Regions from separate parts of the Rattus norvegicus genome. Here region 1 is linked to region 2. A link is a contact called in public Hi-C data. All regions are on one chromosome and are shown on one strand. The core of a region is the stretch at or near the end of the contact, and the rest is flanking DNA. Distances in the headings are between cores, read along the strand shown.

The links. Hi-C and Micro-C count contacts between places; a contact is called where the count stands out from the background.
Region 1: a Hi-C map of frontal cortex shows a contact between it and region 2, with 2.2 times the contacts expected there. The contact joins the enhancer-like site here to the promoter of Ttc22 in region 2. A contact is called at or near these places in 4 of 12 Hi-C or Micro-C datasets (the A7r5 cell line, the Rat2 cell line, frontal cortex and 1 more).

What each region holds. Positions count from the first base shown.
Region 1 is chr5:126,838,328-126,841,154 of GRCr8, reverse strand. LOC134479026 (a long non-coding RNA gene) reads left to right here. Exons shown (of 2, transcript XR_010051966.1): 1 at 1-824; 2 at 1,822-2,827. Among named protein-coding and RNA genes, the nearest start is that of Acot11, 35 kb to the right of the region's middle. Within about 2 kb of position 1,469, at least 46 of the 93 cell types and tissues checked have an H3K27ac peak or open chromatin away from gene starts, as enhancers often do. A contact at or near this core is called in the A7r5 cell line and liver, where this site is marked.
Region 2 is chr5:126,633,387-126,636,611 of GRCr8, reverse strand. Ttc22 (tetratricopeptide repeat domain 22) reads right to left here and starts at 1,463. Exons shown (of 7, transcript NM_001106671.1): 1 at 790-1,463. The coding sequence starts at 1,356.

The DNA of each region.
Region 1 (2,827 bases), core at 220-2,719, 200 kb before region 2:
GGGCTCCAAAGGCCTCTTCTGGCTTGTGGGGACACCCACATACATGTGGCGTACATTCAACCAAACACACACATACAAATAAGAAATTAAAATAAATCTAAAACGACACCCATGTCACTCACACACACACACACACACACACACACACACACACACACACACACACTAACAATAAATAAATGGAGTAAAAGTTAATGGAGCCATGGCAGCATGATATCAGAGGAATTAAAGGGCACCCAGCTCAGCCTGAGAGGTTCAGAAAGTCTCCTTGGAGGAGGGGCTCTGTGTCCTTTGGGTGGGCTGAGGACCCAGAGAATACCTGCATACCTACTGAGTCTGTTGTTTTCTCGTCTCACCAGAAGATCCCTGGTTTGGTGTGCGTCCAAGAAGCCGGTGCCCACATCTGTTTGGGGCCCCTTCCTTCCCCTCTTCCTCCCTCCCTCTCCAGGCCTGCAGGCTCACTCATGCCTCTAACTCTAGGTCTGGCTGAGGAAAATTAAGTCGATGGGGAGGGAGGAGTTGACAAATAGAAGGTCTGGTAATTGAATTTTTCCCTCTCCCTCTGCCCAGAGAGAGCTGGAAGAATGGCTCTCAAGAGCAGCTCTCCCTGCTCAGGGACCCCGGGCAGTTTCACCCCTCCCTGTCTAAGCCAGTGACAGGGATACAGAAGAAGCAGAACCTTCTAGCATCTTGAGAGCTAAGCTTTGTACAGAGAGGGAAACTGAGCCAGTGGAGATGGCAGGTCTGCTCCCTGGGTGCCCAGTGTGCTAAAACAGAAGCCAGGACTGGAAGACACAGGCCAGATAGGTCAACTTTCCAAGAAGGTGGGAGCAGGTTGCTGGGGGCTGGGGTGGGGGGGGTCATGTTCAGCAGTGCTACCCTGCCCAACCAGTGCAAAACCCCAGGGTTCACTAAATGCTCATCTCTGTCAATTCCTAAGTCCCGGTGAGCTTTTCTACAGACCAGCTAAGTTGCTGGGCTAGCCTTCTAGCTAGCAGGTCTTTCTTCAGGTGAAACACCTCCTTGGGGACAAATTGTGTGTGTGTGTGTGTGTGTGTGTGTGTGTGTGTGTGTGTGTGTGTGTTCACAGCTGGTGCTGAAGGGCAGAGGGAAGGCTAGGCTGGAAGTAACCACAGGCTGCCAGGATCACTATTCTGAAAAAGGGGGAGGGCAGTGTGCGTCTCACTGGTTAAGGGGAATTAGGGAGAGCAAAGGCCCTTGTTTGGCCCCCAGTCAAAGGGTCTGCTTTGCTTCATTGGAAGGATGAAGTTCCTTCACTGGAAGGGTGAGGTTTCTGGGAGATTAGGTTCTAGTCGTAGGCCAGTGTCAGGAGTCAAACCAAGGGAGCTTGGACTTAGATAGGCTTCGCCCATGCGGAGGCGGCTTCGGGGCGGGACGGGACAGGACGGGAGGGTGGGGGGTGCCCGCCTAGCTCCGCCAAGGCAGGAGGGAGCTGCGACAGGCGCCTACCCCGCCACCCGGCCCAGCGGGCGTGGGCGCCGCGGCACCGCCTAGCTGAGCGGCGGCGGCTGGCTGCTGCGGGAGCGTTTGATTTATTAAGCTAATGTTCTAGCACATTTTCTCCATCCCGTAATGAGCTGTTTCCACCAGGGGGTGTCTGCAGAGCGACTGCGGCTTCCGGCCGCTCCGGGAGGGAGGCTGAGCTGGCGGGCAGCAAGGGGGTGTCTGTGGGGTGCGGTCTGTGCTCCTCGGAAGGGTGACTTGCAAAGCCTGGGCGGGCGATCCGCTGGAGAGGTGGAGGGGGAGCCAGGGCCCTGCAGCCTACTAACGACCCAGCTTTTCTCTCTCTCCTCCCTCCAGCCAGATACGTGAACACCTTGAGACTGCAGAGGACTGGCTCCCAACCCTCTCTCACCTCCTGGCATTCGGTTCTGAGTGACCCTCACCCACATCCCATTCTTCTGAGGCTTCTGAGTTTCAGTCTGCTCACTCCTGCTGGCCAGCGAGCTCCCTTGGCTGGATTTCTATGACTTGAGGCAACAGATATGGCCTTTTGCATTCAGACACATCTAGGTTCAAAACCCATCCCAGCTACCTTCTAGCAGTGGCCACTGGACTGTTCTCTATTTTTTTTTAAATGGCAGTGAAGACTGGTCTGTGGGGCTGCTGTGGAGTTTAGTGACCCTACTCATGAAGCTCTGTACTGTGTCAACCATCCCTAGACACTAGGGCAGACAGACATCCTAGGCAATTGAGCTGACAACGCGTGGGACAGCAGCACCAAGATGTCACCTGCACCCACAGGCCTCACCTGTACTTCTTTTTAATTTTGTTTTTTTTGAGACAGGGTTTCTCTGTGTAACCTTGGCTGTCCTGAAACTCACTCTGTAGACCAGGCTGGCCTTGAACTCAGAGATCCTCCTGCCTTACCTCTGAGTGCTGGGATTAAAGGCATGCGCCATAGCCTCCCAACTTCACCTGGTCTTAATTGTGCACCCACAGGCCCCACCAGCAACCATAGATGAGCGTTTTCTGCACAGAGGGTACTTGATGTTTTTTCTCAGGAAACCCACTTAGCCTCTCCTCATAGCTTCTGACTGGCACTCCTTCCTTCACACCTGTCCTTTGTTGCTCTTTTTCCTGAACCCAGGCCTTACACCTAGAGGGTGCTTATCAGGATGTGGCCCTTAACTATACGTCTTGAAGATCCTGTCCCACTGACTCAGGCCTGGGAGGGACAGTGGCCTGACTAACTCAGGCCTATTGAGAGGTGTCTCAATCTGCTTTCTGTTGCCAACAGCTCAGTGCCACAGACAGGGTGAGGTGGAAAGAGAATGAAGTTCCGGTTTACTGTTATGGGCCACAT
Region 2 (3,225 bases), core at 214-2,713:
GTACCCATGACACTGGTTTACGGTGAGAAATCAGATGACCACTGTGCCCCCTCTCAAAACTGTTGAGACTGAGCCGGAGGGACAGGCTAGAGGGACAATTGGAACACTGCTGGGGAAGCTGAGAGGGTGCTGTGACCAGCCTGGAACCACAGAGGCTTCCTTGGAAGGGAAATTTTGAAGCAAGGTACTGCAGGAAGAGGCAGATAAGACAGAGGAAGGAAGAGAGCTATATGGAGCCTGCCCACAGTGGACGGAGTGGTTGTAGGATGAGGTGAAAGCCTGAATGGAGGATGGAGGGCCTTGGATGTCACTCAAACCTAGGAGTCGGGGGTGGGATGGGGTGGTTGGGAGCCGAGTTGAGGATGTAGTCAGTGAGCTGCAGCGACTGTATCAGCAGCATAGTGAAACATGGGGCAGGAGAGCCGAGCTGAGGGTGACCACAAAGTTCAGGCAGGACGTTTCAGAGGCTGGGCTGGCAGAGGAAGGCTAGGGAGGAGAGGGAAGCTCTTATAAACTGAGGCAGTGGCAAATTTTGGGGACTAAACAGAGAGGAGAGAGGAGGAAGAAAAATCCGCCAAGGTTTTGGTGTCTGATTGTACCTCTTACTTGCTGGCAGAGGAGGGAGAAGAAGGGATGTGTTAGCCTGGTTGGAGGATTTGTCTTGGGGCTGAAACAGAAAGCTAGGTAGGCAGCACCCAGGAACGCAAAGCTACCCGGTGACCTGGGCAGGAAATGGTGGCGGGCATCCCAGCAAAGGAAATGAATGACTACAGTCCTTTCAGCACCCACCTGCTGACCGTAGCCCAGCGCTTTGTCGTAGAGTGCGATGCCCGCCTCCAGCACCTGAGCACGCTCCTCTGGACTGGCACAGCCCACGTCGAAGCCATGTGCATATCCCTGCTCCGCCAGGCAGCGGGCAGCGCGGAGCCGGGGGTCTCGGGCATCCTCGGGGTCCCCTGCCAGGCCCATAAGGCTGGCCAGTCGCCCGGCGGACGCTTCCTCCTCTTCCTCCTGGCCCAGCTGCCCGTAGACGTGTGCCAGATTGGCCCAGGCGTTGAGGTTGCCAGGGTCTTTGCGGGCCACTTCCAGGAAATGCTCGCGGGCATCACCCAGCTCCTCCAGGTAGAAGGAAAAGGCTCCCAAGAGGTGACGCACAGCAGGCAGCTGCGGGGTGGCCACCAGCTCCAGTTCCTGCCGCAGACCCTCTCGCTGGAGCTTCAGGTCCCGGGCGCGCAGCTGGGCGGGTGAGCGCGGCTCGAAGTTGAGCTGCATCTCCAAGTGGAAGTGGCCAGGCAGATAGTCCAGTTCGTCGAGAAGTGTGTCCAGGTCCTCAGCTCCGGCCTCAGGCTCCGTCATGGCTGCCCCTGGCTGCCCTGGCCTCCTCTAACTCCCAAGGACAGTGGATGGGGCAGCCCCGGAGGGAGCCCCGCACGCACGGCGGTCCTGGGCACCTCTTGCAAGTGGGTGGCTCCCAGAGCAGACGAAGGGCTCGCCCTGTAGCTGTTTCCGCTTTCGCTGCTAGACAGCAGCATTGCACAAGCAGGTGTGCCTGAAAAACAGGTGTGGTGCATTGCCAAGTGCGAGGCTCACAAACCCAGTAAGTGGCAAAGGCAGATTTCAGCTACTCAGCAGATGAAGAGAGGTTCAGAAAAGAAAGGTGTCAACGTCACAGAACCAGGTAATGCCCAAGGAGACCTGGAACCTCAGGTTGCCCAGGCCGGCCAAGTCCTTCCTCCATTGGCATTGCTCCACCCTCCACACGGAGCTGTCAGGACAGGCCCTTCCAGCTAAGCAAGCCTTGCTCACTCCAGAGCTGTGTGTGTTCTGGAGCCCTTCTGCCGAGCACAGCGGGCCACCGCCCTCCCGTCTTTCTCCAGACTGTGCATCTGGCTTCTCAACTGAATATCTCGGCTCTCCTCTGCTCAGCAGTGGGCCGAGACTGCAAAACTAAGGCGCCTAGATCTACGTTTGTTTCTCCGTCCCTAATAAAGCACAATCCCTTATACTTCGGCTTTTCCTCCTCTGTGACATGCCACAGTTCCCTGTGAAGGACCAGGAGATACATAGGTAAAACTGATGGATGCCTGCCCTGGATATGCGTGGCTTCACTTGTCTGGATCAGTGCCCAGCTGGTCCCACTCCCTGCTCTGAGACTGCTGTCTTCCTGCTCTATGCTATCTCCCTCAGGGGCCATCTGGCTTCTAGCGTCCAGGTTGAACTGGGGTGCCCTGTAGACTAGGCTTTCCAGCATGTCTGACCTTGGACTCTTCCTAACTCATCCTGAGGCTGGGCTCTTGCGGCACCATCCCCCCCCCCCCCCCCCAGCTCGTCAGAAGGAGACCGGCGTTTTCACCAGAGAAAATAGAGTCAGTTAGTGAATTTGAAGAAACCATGACTTCAGCAATATTTTCAAGTCAAAACAATTGGATGCTGTTTGTACTGATTTTAAATTTGAATGTAATACATTTAATACTTTTTGAAAGCCTTTTAGAATTTGTTTTGATGGTTCCTTTTTTTTATTTGCATTGGTGTTTCACCTGCATATGTGTCTGCGTGAGGGTGTGTTGGATCCCCTGGAACTAGAATTACAGACAATTGTGAGTTGCCATGTGAGTGCTGGGAAATGAACCAAGGTTCCCCTGGTTCCCAGTGCTCTTAACCGCTGAGCCATTGCTCCAGCCCCCATTTAATAGTTTTGAATGCAAAACTTATCATAAGCTGCTGTCCATATCGAGATGAAGCAACCTCTCATTGCATTGAAGTATCAGGAAGGGATTTCCAGAGAGCTTAACTTTCTGACTTTTTTCAGGCTGTGACAGCATATAGTTAATACAAAAATTTCCATTTTGTCCAAAAAAAAAAACCCCATATTTATTGTGTGTTTGTGTGGTGGGGGAACATCTTGGCGCCCCTATGTAGATCAGAGGACAACTTTCAGAAGTCAGTTTTCGTCCCGTTGCTTTTTTTTTTTTTTTTTTTTTTTTTATGCCTGGCTTATCATTTAGCATAATGACTTAAAGCTTCATCCATGATGTATTGTAAGAACTTCTATTTTTAATTTTGTACTTTTTTTCAGACAGGGTCTCTATGTAGTTCAGTTGGCTTCCTAGTTACTATGTAGCCAGAGCTGGTCTAAAATTCTCCTACTGACTCAGGCAGGCAAGTGTTGGGATCACAATGTACACAACCATTGTTGGACAGCATTTCCTCCTTTTTTTTTTTTCT